Linked DNA regions of Ovis aries: region 2 is linked to region 1. A link is a contact called in public Hi-C data. All regions are on one chromosome and are shown on one strand. Each heading gives the region's core, a stretch centred on a gene start, on an enhancer-like site or on the middle of the called end of the contact. The rest is flanking DNA. Distances are from core to core; before and after follow the strand shown. Region 1 holds the start of MMAA (metabolism of cobalamin associated A). Region 2 holds the start of OTUD4 (OTU deubiquitinase 4).

Region 1 (6,250 bases), core at 1,920-4,419:
CCCACTCCAGTATTCTTGCCTGGAAATCCCCATGGACAGAGGAGCCTGCAGGCTACAGTCCATGGGGTGGCAAAGACTCGGCAATGACTGAGCAACTAAGCACAGCACAGTATATAAATGAATTTTGCATTTTCTTATAAACATAACCAATGCATTTTTAAAGGGTAAGTGCTGGCTACATTTTTCCCCCCAACTTTTTAAGCATTAAAAAATTTTCAAACCTATAGAAAATTTGAAAGAAAGAACCACAGTAATTAACATAATGCCATATTTTCTCTCAGGGTGTCCCTGGTGGCTCAGATGGTAAACAATCTGCCTGCAATTCGGGAGACAGGAGTTTGACCCCTGGGTCCGGAAGGTCCCTGGGGGAAGTAATGGCTACCCACTCCAGTATTTGTGCCTGGAGAATTCCATGGACAGAGGAGCTTGGTGGGCTAGTGACTCAAAAAATCCATACTCCTATCCAAATCACAGTTGCCCACTAATGCAGACAAGTACTCTGCCTTGCTTGTCTTTCAGGATACTGACATTACGGAAAAGTCCAAACAAATCACATTCTGAATTAAACTGTTTCTTCACAGATTCAAGCTGTGTTTCTGTTAGAACATTAAAACAGATTCTAATGTTCTGACAAGAATGCTACACCACTGTACTTCCAATAATTTGTGTTTTACTCAGTACTGATGCCACAGTTTTTTTTTTTTTCCATGAAGCAATTATTAACTTTTTGCAAAGTGCTAATGTTCCATGGAATATGCTTCAGGGAACACTTAGACAAGGAAAAAAAAAAGTGAAATGCACTAAAATGTTTTAGAGTTTGAAGTGAAAAAGCAGGTAAGGATTAAAAATCATTTTTTAATTACAAACTTCATTTCCTTAGGATATGCAAACTGAGATTTCATAAAGTTTTCCAAAACCCACCACAAAACACTGTTCTAATGCTCAGCTCCTGGCTTAAAGAAAGAAGCTTCTCCCAAATTCTGCTGCTGCTGCTAAGTCGCTTCAGTCGTGTCCAACTCTGTGTGACCACAGAGACGGCAGCCCACCCGGCTCCCCCATCCCTGGAATTCTCTAGGCAAAAATACTGGAGTGGGTTACCATTTCCTTCTCCAACGCATGAAAGTGAAAAGTCAGAGTGAAGTCGCTCAGTCGTGTCTGAATCTTAGCGACCCCATGGACTGCAGCCTACCAGGCTCCTCTGTCCATGGGATTTTCCAGGCAAGAGTACTGGAGTGGGGTGCCATTGCCTTCTCCATCCCAAATTCTATCATTATGTTATTCAGGAGCTAAGATCTAAAACCAGATTTGACTGCTTACATGTTCTTTCCATCAGCCCCTCTCCCTTAGCCTTCAGTTCTAGTTTCTGTAATTGACTTTTCTTGGATCTACAATTACTCTGGGATAAAAGTGGCTGTCTTTTAGTCTAAATAAGAATAATAAAGATGATAAGGAAGACAACTCATTTTTTATTGTTCCATATTCAGTAAGAATCAAGAAATAGCAGAGGAAGGTCTAATCCCTCCCACAGGCATGCAATTATGCAAATCGTATGCGGGGGCCTGGGATTTCGGCTCCAGACACTAATTGTATTATTATAATTAGGAACCTATTTACGACTATTTTTATTCACTGTAATTTGATCCCTGCTATTGCCTAATGATTGTCTTTACTACATTACAGCAAACATATAGGAGATGCCAGTATTTCTTAAAAGTCCTACAACTCAAGCTCAGGTTTTACTGTTCTTCCTCGTGATAGTGAAAAGTGAAAGTCACTCAGTCGTATCCGACTCTTTGGGACCCCCATGGAATACAGCCCATGAAATTCTCCAGGCCAGAATACTGGAGTGGGTAGCCTTTCCTTTCTCCAGGGCATCTTTCCAACCTAGGGATCAAACCCAGGTCTTCTGCACTGCGGGCAGATTCTTTACCAACTGAGCCACAAGGGAAGCTCACTCTTCCTGGTAGCTCAGTGGTAAAGACCCACCTGGCAACGGCAGAAACCAGGAGAAACCAAAGGGACAAACCAGACCAGAAGGCAGAAAACAGGAGGAGTTCAATCTGTGGGCAGCGAACATCCCCTGGGGAGGGGAATGGCAGCCCACTCCAGCATTCTTGCCCGGGACATCCCATGGACAGAGGAGCCTGACAGGCTACAGTCCAACGGGTTCCAGAGTCCACCACAACTTAGCTACCAAACAATAACAACAACAACGGATCTAACAGGTTTCCAAAATACTTAGTTACTATTCTGACGCCCAGTGAGGTCGCAAATGGTAAGCATGCTCGTTTTCACCCCCATTTTAGGCGAGAGCCTTCCCTCTTCGGGTGACTTTCCGGCGGCGGTGAGCGTGGGTCCTTGGTTTTAGTACAAATTAGGAAATAGTAATCAGTACAAATGGGTAACTTTTAAGAGAAAAAACTGCGAGCCCTTCAGCTGTTACAAACCACGCCATGCTTTAAAAACTCGAGTTGTATTTCAACTGAACACTGAGCATTCACTCCCACAGGTTGGAAATTGTTTGCCGAGTTTTAATTTTCTTAATTTCACCATATTATCAAACAACCCATGTCTCACCTTCCACCCATACAGTTATTTTTTTAATTAGAGGATAACTGCTTTACAATATTGTCTTGGCCTCTGCCATACATCAATATGAATCAGCCATAGTTATATAAATATATCAATACATGACTACATATATATATATGGGGGAACATATGTACACCCATACACTTTTAAGCTTCCAGGAAGCGTTAGGAAAAGGTTGCGGCTGGGACCGCCGCTGATTGCGCGGATCCGGACCGGACTCGAGCTCCATCTCCCCGGCTTCGCGAAGCGCCGAGGCCGGGACAGAAAGGATTTAACTCTCCGCCTTTGGAGCCGATGTGAACCTACAGGAGGGCAAAGCTATCCCTAAAGACTGTCAACCGCCCTTCTCTGCTGCACTTCTCAGACAGATGTCTGGCGCCCCGGGGTCGCCCCGCGGACCTCCCCACGCTCGAGAACGCCGCCAGGCCTTCAGGGTCCCTGCACCGTCGTCACGCACCGGGATCCTGCGGCCACGCCCGCCGGGACCCAGGCCACGCCCCACGCCGCCGCCCAGCCCCGGGTCGCTCCCGGGGGCCCGGCACCCGGCAGTGAGCGCCGCGCCTGCGCGCGGGAGAGCGCGGGGCGGGGCGAAGCGGCCCGCCGGAAGGGGCGGGGCAGGAGGGCGCTGCACTTTTACGGCCGCGGGCGGGTGAGTACGGGGCGGGGGTTGCGCGCCGCGTCCGGATTGGGGCCAGGCTCGTGCCTCAGGCCGCCGGGGGCTCAGCTCTGCGTCTGGGGCGCCCCCTGGAGAATTCGGGGAAGGGAGAGGGAGAGGAGACTGTGATTGAGTCCGATGATGATGGGGGTGCGGGAAACGTGTGAACGAGCAAGCGTCTTCAAAATGGATTCACAGGGAAGGTTGGTTGGTTTTCTGCTGAAAAAGGAGATTCTCTGTGAACAGCGTGTTACATTTTTCATTATTTTGGACAAGCTTGTGATTTTACCGTTGTGCCGCAGTAATACAGTTTTCATAAAGTGGCTCGTAGTTTGCCGCTGGCAAATGGTTAACCAGACGGTGGCCTGTAAAAAGGCACTGTAGTTCAGTGTAGCAACTACCCAAGAGGGAGGTTAAACCTCGTCTTTAACGGAATAAAAATCAGTAAATAAAAATAGGACTTAGACTGGAAGTCACAGAGACAGCATCAAGGTTCGGTGAAATGCTGTGCTGGGCGTGGGCTAGGTCTCTTCCAGCAGACATACTGTGTTAAGTAATTCGTGTTTATCATTATGAAAGAAGTACAAATTGTTACTATGAAAGACAGTCTAAGCCAAAATGGCATGAAAAATTTTAATTACCTTGATAGTTGTGCCCTAATATACTTTGGAAAACAAACACTACTATAGCTTTTCCAAATTGGTAGAAAACCAGGAGTTTCCCAAAAGCCTGTGTACATTTCTACTTGTTTGGGGGTCTAGTACTCTTGCCTGGAAAATCCCATGGACGGAGGAGCCTGATGGGCTGCAGTCCATGGGGTCGCAAAGAGTCGGACAAGACAGCGACTTCACTTTCAGTTTTCACTTTTCATGCATTGGAGAAGGAAATGGCAACCCACTCCAGTATTCTTGCCTGGAGAATCCCAGGGACTGGGGAGCCTGGTGGGCTGCCGTCTGTGGGGTCGCACAGAATCAGAGACGACTGAAGCGGCTTCAGCAGCAGCAGCAATGTCCAGAATATTCTTTTGTATAGTGAAAACCCATATCGTTTTGTGTTCGAAGTAATGAAAACCAGGACAGTTCAGTTCCTTTAAGGGTTGTATTCTATTAGAGCCAAAAAAAAAAAAAAAAACCCCATAAAAAGTTGCGTAAGAAATGTAAGTTATGGTTTGAGATATTTGAAGACGTCTAAAAACCTATATTTGGCATGGAAAGAGCTGGTGACTGCTGGAAACATGTGCCCCTCCACTGATTGTTGCCATGTGGGAATGTGGGTCCCTCATGCACAGATCTGACTTTCCCCATCACAGGCCAAAAATCTCTATCTTTGTAATATTTCTTGATTTTTATTGTTATTGGCAACCAATCGTTTATGCACTCACATAGCCTCTATGGGCCAGGAACAGCCAGTTTGTGACACCTGCAGATTATCACCTGAGTACTCAGAAATAATTGGAATTAAGAGAGGAAAAAGTTCCTGGAAACTGTGTCAGGAAGGAATTTAAGAAAACAGTGGGATTTAAGCTGGGTTGGAAAGGAGCGGTGTCATGGAGGAGAAAAATATAACCAGTGACGACTTCCCTGTTGGTCTAGTGGCTAGGACTCTGCATTGCCAATGTAGGGTTCCCTGGGTTCAGTCCTTTGGTAGGGGAACTAAGGTCTCACAACTAAAGATTCTGCATGCTGCAGAATAAATGTGAAGCAGCTAAGTAAATAAATATTTAAAGAAAGAAAGAAAAGAGAATGCAACCAGTGAGTAAAATCCCAGTTGGAAAGTGAATAGTAGGTTTGGAAGATCGTAAGTAAACTCTCCTTAGGAGAAGTCTGAGAAGGCAAGTACGGTAAATGGAGGAAAACTGGTTTGGGAGACCCTTGAAAATACTAGACTAGAGTTTATCCTCAGGCACTGGTTCTCAAGTTTGAGCTTATGTCATAATCACCTGGCAGGTTTGTGAGATAGTGGCAGGCATGGCCCCCACCTCCAGAGTTCTTGCTTCAGAAGTTCTGGGGTGGGGCTTGAGAATTTACCTCTTATCCATTCTCAGTTGCTGGAGTTGCTGTTGGTCTGGGGACCACACTGAGAACTACTGTCCTAGCATGGGGGAAACTATTGGAGGAATTTGAGGTGGATTAGTAAGGAGATCACGTTCATGGTTCAGTGTAAGTCTTGCTGTGTTGTCCAAGATGGAGGATTGGGGAAGGGAGGAAAGAGAGAAGAAAAGGTTCCTTACAGTTAGTTAACACCTGTTGGTGCCAGGTCCTCTCATGCACACAATTTCATTTCATAGTCTGATGTGTAAGTCTTAATATTTTCACATGGAGAGTAGTAGAGATTGCCCAGGTCCTATAGCTCTGAGATTATCAGAGCCCCTTAAGACTAGCTCAGATTTGAACTAGGGTAGTAGCAGTGGAAATGAATCAAAACGTTGGCTGGTGATAGAATTTAGAAAAATCGAGACTCGCCTAGAAGACTGAAACCTTGAAGTAGAAGTTGGGAAATCAGTCCTAACTGGAGGAGTGATCAAAGGTAAGGCGGACAGAGAACTTTAGAATATTCCCTACATGAGCTCAGCGCATGTTCTCTCTCACTCTTCTGTAACAATGACCTAGGTAAAAGTCGCTTATTTAAAAAGCCATTCTGTTCTACCCAGATTTTCTGAAAATCATTTGAAAAGGAGAAAGTAAAGCCTCCAGTGGCAGTGGTGGTGGTGGTGTATTCACTAAGCCGGGTCCAACTTGCGACCCCACGGACTGAGCCCTCCAGGCTCCTCTGTCCAGGGAATTCTCGAGGCAAGAATGCTGGAGTGGGTTGCCACTTCTTTCTCCAGGGGATCTTCTCAACCCAGGGATCGAACCTAGGTCTCCTGCATGGGGGTGGTGGGAGATGGTAAGCAGATGGATGGCATCTGACAGCCTAGCTTCACATTAAAGGTAATTAGCATGGAGAAATGGAAACCCATGGTGTAACACCACTTTGCCTGTATGAACTGTTGTGCTGCAGACG
Region 2 (6,250 bases), core at 2,033-4,532, 430 kb before region 1:
CAATGACAGGCATGTTTTTTTCTCCTTTAACAAACATTTCACTAGCACATGAAATCTGAACCCATTACTCAGAAGTAAAATTCTCAGTACGAGGTGCCCAGGGTGCTGGGGCTTTATAGAGCAAAGGAATGTCAAGAGAAAGGAGGCTAAATCACAACTGTTGAAAAGCAAGTTCAAGGGCACTCAGGAAAAATTCAAATGGTATGACAAATATCTTTGCAAATCATTACATACAAGAAAATAACCTAGAAATAGGAGGCTTTCCAATCTTAGGGCAGACAGATAATAAACAGAGAAAGGCTGAGACACTCTGCTTCACCAAGCCCTCTAAGAGGGCCCTATTTTTAGCTCCAGGGCCACAGAGCTGATTCAGGTCAGGCCTCCTGCAGGCCACAGGCCAGAAGCGTAAAAAGGGAAGGGGTTATTTAAATCAGGTAATTTGGAGGGGAAGACTCTGGCTAAATCAAGTCTCTCCCCCTGCATTTTCCCCGCCAAAGGCTGCCATTTAGATCACTTACTGTGACTCCCTGGTAGAAATGGTAGTTATTCTAATATTACTGGAGAAATTGTTGGCAAAAAGTAAATCCTTTGTGCACACTGTTGAAGGGCAGCCTGAGGATGCCGTTACTTCCCTCCCCACCACCAACACACACGCCACCTTTGGCCATGAAGACTACACCTGTGGTCCATGTCTACCGAAGAACAGAGTTTGCTCCAAGAGTCACCGCAACAAACTTTCTATAAGCTCAGTGTACTAAAAGTCAGCCTTCCGTAAGTGGAAGGGACATTCCCTCACGCCTAATTTAAATCCCATCACAGTGAGATATAATAAAATGCATTAACTATTGTTAGCAATGAGCTCTTCGTGTAACCAGCTAGCTATTGTTCATTTCTACTTAAAAAGAGAGTCTATACAATCGAGTTTGCCAATTACCTGTGGTATGTAGTTCTGAAACCAGCCACACCTTTCTGCTTCAATATAAACTATGATGTGTATAATCCAACTCCAAATAAGCACCATACTTCTCGTATTTCTATTTGCTTCCACCTCTTTCCTTACCAAACTCTTGCTAGAGCCAATAATATGTTTCAATAGGGACTGAATTCACTTCCACATCTTCCCTCTGCTTCTGGAGGTGATGAGGAGACTCAGGAGGCTGAGGCGGATGAAGCAGGACAGATGGTGATCCCGAAAACTCAACAATGGGACAGACTGTTTACCTACTAATAGTAAGGACTGGGATCTGTTTGTGTAAACATCTCCCAAAGCAACATTAGAACATCTTAAAAAATTCCAAAAATAAGAGAAATCAATTGAACTGAAAAAGACACAGCTCAGTTTGGGGAGCTTTGCGAAGAATGAATGACAATGCCAGCCGCAAAATGCAAAGGTTTGGACCAGCTACACCAATTTCTTGTTTCCAAAAAAAAAAAAAAAAAAAGAATATCTTATGCTACTGATGTGAAAACGAGGGCCTTTGGAAAATAAGTGGCAGGCCTTTGGACTTTGAAAAAAAACAATAGACTGGTCTATAGATGTTTAGGAAAACATTTACTCACAAAAAGAAATTCCGAAAGCTACTTAGCATTAAAAAGGGTGAGAGAAACAGAAAAACTCCAAAGGGGGGCAGGAGAGGAAAGGGGTAGATCTTAGGCCAAAGGAAAGCAAAGGAAAACGGTAGGAAATACACACCAGGACAGCAATATGAAATTTATGTCCAACTAATTCAACAGCTATTTCTTAATACAGGATGGATCTGGGTGGCTGCATACCTACCAACTACAGTGTTACATAATAGGGAATAAGCTCTCTTACCAAAAAAATAAATCAGAAACATCCTCCCAAGGACTATATTACAAAGTGATTTTAATCAGTAAGGGGGAAAAATTCGGCCAAAGACCTAAAGGACCCCAGATACAGTCTTCCTTCCCACTAGCAACTTTAAAACACTTTTTCTAAGTCAATTATTTGCTTTTAGTTCACCTACACTGCCTTGCAGGACATTAAAACAAGGTGAAATCTACTCAAAGACAATTCTGTGCAAACATTCTACATTTTCTAAAGTCTGGTTTTCCCAAACTGCACATTTCCCCCACTCCTGACTCAGGCGGACATCCGCGGGCTTGGCTACCCCACGCTCCAAAGTCCAGTAACCGGGCGGGGCGGGGGGGGGGGGGCTGGATCATGATCCCACGAGTCGAGTCTGGTGCACCACCTCCTCTAGTAAACATTCTGCTTACTGGTGTGAACGCTGTGCTTGTAAAGCCAAAAGGGGAGGCGAAAAACAGCATTTCGCCAAGTTCCCACCCCTTCAGCTAGGGTGCAGACTCTCCGGCAGGCCTCACGGGCTAGCTTCAACTCATTACCTCTTCGCCAGGAGGGACGACACCCAGATCATTTACAGGTTTTTAAGTTTCGATTCGGAGCTCCCAGTCCCAGGGCAGCGTCCGGTTCCGGGGCGACAATGGGCCGCTGTGACGCCTGCGGGGCCACGCGCAGCCCGGGTTGAGGGGGGGCGGGCAGCCCGCCCGCCACTTCCCACCCGGCCCCCCGCCGATCGCCCCCTCCGGCCCCCGCCCCGTTACCTGCTCCGCCACGGCTCGGAACAAGCACGACCCGTCCTTGGCGACCAGTTTCCGATACAAGCCCAGGGTCCGCAGATAGGCGTCCATGGGAGTCGCGTCCTCGCGGGGCGCCGCGCCGCCCCGGTCGCCGCCGTCGGGGGCGCCGACGGCAGCCTCCATGTTGCCGGTCGCGCAGCAGGCCCGGCGCGGCGCGGGCTAGCCCCACATGGCCGCGCCGCCGGCTCCTGGACGCCCCGGCCGGGGGCGGGCAGCGGCTGGGGCTCGGGCTCGGGCTCGGGCTCCGGCTCGCGCTGGGCGGGCGGCGGCAGGCGGCGGCGGCGGCCCGAGGCGGCGGTCCGCGCGCATAGGGAGCCCTGCCTAGTGCATGGCCGGGCGCACGCGGCCGCCTCCCGCGGGGCCACGCGCCCGGGGGAAACGAGGCGGGGAATTCACCAAAACCCGCAAGCGAGCAGTCACTTGACGCGGGCCTCGCCGCTCGGCTCAGCCACTGGGGCCCCGGGGTCCCGCCCCCACACACACACAGAAGTTTCCTCGCCAGACCCGGCGGAAGCGAGGAAGCCCCCGCAACCCGAGCGCGCCGGCCCAGACTCTTGGTGAAAGCGAGGCCTGTGGGCCCCACACCGGGAGCCGAAGAAGCCGAGAGAGAAAGGCGCGGCCTGACCGTCTCCCCACCTCGCAGGAGGGCGCCGGAGGGGCGGGGAGTGGGCGGGGGCGCCCGGCGGGAGGGCAGCACCCTCGCAGCCCAGAATGTGTTTTCGCTTTCGGCCCCGACCGCGGAGAGGACGGCGGGAGGTGTAGTTTGGGCAGCGGCAGGAAGTCGGCCTGCGGCGGGCGGGGACGCGCTGCCGGCCTACCCGGCGGGGGGAGGCGCCCGGGAGGCGCGCGGACTACAAGTCCCTACAGCGCGGCCGCCGCCGCCGCCCGGAGCCGGCTTCACGCTTCCCGGGCACCGCGCGTCCTCCAGCAGGCCGAGGGTCTGCGCGGAGACCTGCGCGCGCCGCCCCGCCCGGCCGGCCGCCCGCCCTCTGCGCCGCGGGCCTGCGGGATGTGCGCGCGCTCTGCGTGCGTGGAGTTGCCAGGGACACGGAGGCCGCTGGGTCGGCCCTTTGTGTATTTCCAAACAGAGGGCGCACCTGTCTGCTCCCCTCCCCCCGGCCTCTTCCCCTGACGTTTCCATGGAGGTGGCTTTAACGGCTTAAGCAGAAAATAGACCTAATTGGCGAAGGCTCCTGGAACTCGCATCGTGCGGGGCGATACAGGCTGTCCATAAATCAGCCGTGGACTGCTGATTCCTATTCGAGACTAGAAGTACAGCTCTGGCGGTATATCGCAAGATGATGCCTTTGCCACAAACATTTTGGTTCACCCTGCCACTATAGCTGCCCACCCCAGCACAAAGGGGTGTCGCTAGTCGGAAAAACTTAAGATTTTTTTTTTTTTTTCCTTTTTAGAAAACCATCTTGTAATTAATTGTTGGATAGCGTGCTGGACGTGCCCTGGGATCCAGCGGTGTTTGCTGGAGGATTCCTGTTCAGCTTCCCACCCTGAGAAGTTGAATGAGAGTGTATGCCTTTAGAACCTAGAATTTATCCGGCTTGTTTTTGTGACACCAGAATTTTATTTTTATTCAAGTACAACAGCATCTGGTATCCCAATCTTTTAAATACACGGTTAATCATAAAATCTGCTCTTGAAGCCATGGTGCGGCAGGGTGGGGCTGGGGAGATGGAAGAATTACTGTAGATGTAGACATGTGGTCAAACAGATTCTTTGGAATGGGGGGCAAGGCAGGCCAGATGGTGAGAGTCCAGTGCAAATTACTGAAAATTCTATTTGAGAAATCTGTTTTCAGTATTTGGTGCAAACAATGACTCGTGTGTTCACTCTCCTTGGAACGTTTAGATTTGATTTCTTAAGGTTTAAAAATTCAAATATCCAATGGTGCTGTTTTTAGAGAAAGCAAAAAAAGGATTCTGACCTAAATGAATTTTCTTGTCCCACTATTGAATTTTGTACATTTTGTAGAGAAATACACTGCAGAATCCCTTTTAGAAAAACCTAGTTTCAAGTCAAACCTGTTGCTTTTCCTTCTTTAATATATATATAATTTAAAACATACGATTGCACTCTCATTCCACTCAGAAAGAACTGCCCAGTTTTACCACTACTTACAATATGGCACTTTCTTTTTATAAACAATGACTTGCCTTTTAAACCCACAGAGGAATGGAAAGTAAAAGTGAAAGTGAAGTCGCTCAGTCCTGTCCAACTCTTTGCGACCCCATGGACTATAGCCCACCAGGTTCCTCTGTCCATGGGATTTCCCAGGCAAGAATACTGGAGTGGGTTGCCATTTCCTTCTCCAGAGGATCTTCCCAACCCAGGGATTGAACCTGGGTCTCCCACATTGCCAGCAGACGCTTTACCATCTGAGCCACCAGGGAAAACCCGGAAAGTAAAGTAATATCTAAAGAATAGCTTAAGTATTGAATTCTTAAAATAAGTAGATTCTGTAGTATTAATAAGCAACAGACTTTCTTATATGCCAAAAGAAAACCATGCCTTTCCTTACATTTATGTAATTTAGAAATAAGAGTTCTGAAGCTAATCTCCAAATCAATAGGTATTTATGGGAAATCTACTGTGTCTAGCATGCTAGACAACTGCATTCCTAATTATCTTGAGAACATATTAGAAATATATTTCCAGGGGCCTCACGTTTGAAAATTTATCAAACCTTATTTTGTAATTGAAATGTTCATGACTACATTGTTCGTGATTACATTAATTTTTAGAAGTCATTAAAAAGCTTTGCTCACCTTTTATATGTCCAGTAATTTCATTTTGAGTGGCTAATAGTGTTTCAAGCATATTTTCTATTTTAAGCCTTATCTATTTTTTAATGGAATATCACTATGTTTTTTAAGCCCCCAGATTCCTTTGAAACACTTTGAAAAGGAAACCAAATACATCATTAACACTATAATGTCTTTATTTTCCATTACAAACATGTAATTCACTCACAATTGTGCAAATAAATAAATACAATCATTTAAATAAGTACTCTAGTTGACACTACAGTTGACTTAACAGTATTTTTTAAATGAATCATTAAACACTAACAAAACAGAGGCTCTAATCAGAATTCATCACCATTCTATGTAATCTTATAAAAATATGGTTTATTATCAGAATACTAGAAGAATAACACATTTCCAGTCATTTGTACACTTGATGTCCTGACAAAATTACTTATTATCCTCATTCCTGCTGAATGAGTGCAGATCAGCCTCACTCTAAACTGCCTGCTTCTGCTTCCAAAATTAGAAGTAAAACACCTGTTGTATCTGACCAGGGGGCCTGTTTAAGGAAATCCTTTAGGTATTTTGAGACCTGATCCCAGACAGACCCTCTGTATGCCAAATCCCCAAATATAGCTCCCTGTTTAGGCAACATTAAAGGATCCTATGACTTTAAACTGAACCAATGCTTGTAGAAATTCACTTGCTAACATTAACCTCTGAAAGTTTTCAAGAAACTACATCTGACTGACCATGTTCGCTCTGAGGAAGCCGTTTCTGATTAGCAAAAGTGAAGAGCAGACAATTTCATCAAATATAATCTGAAGGAACGAAATTAGTCATCCCAGGCAAATGTGTCAACT

Evidence for each region. A called contact is a pair of places that touch in the nucleus more often than the background predicts.
Region 2: a contact with region 1 is called in a Hi-C map of liver, with 3 times the contacts expected there. The contact joins the promoter of OTUD4 here to the promoter of MMAA in region 1. A contact is called at or near these places in 2 of 16 Hi-C or Micro-C datasets (liver and muscle).

What each region holds. Positions count from the first base shown.
Region 1 is chr17:12,741,099-12,747,348 of ARS-UI_Ramb_v3.0, reverse strand. MMAA (metabolism of cobalamin associated A) reads left to right here and starts at 3,169. Exons shown (of 7, transcript XM_060400621.1): 1 at 3,169-3,241.
Region 2 is chr17:13,173,424-13,179,673 of ARS-UI_Ramb_v3.0, reverse strand. OTUD4 (OTU deubiquitinase 4) reads right to left here and starts at 3,282. Exons shown (of 21, transcript XM_027956254.3): 1 at 2,587-3,282. The coding sequence starts at 2,745.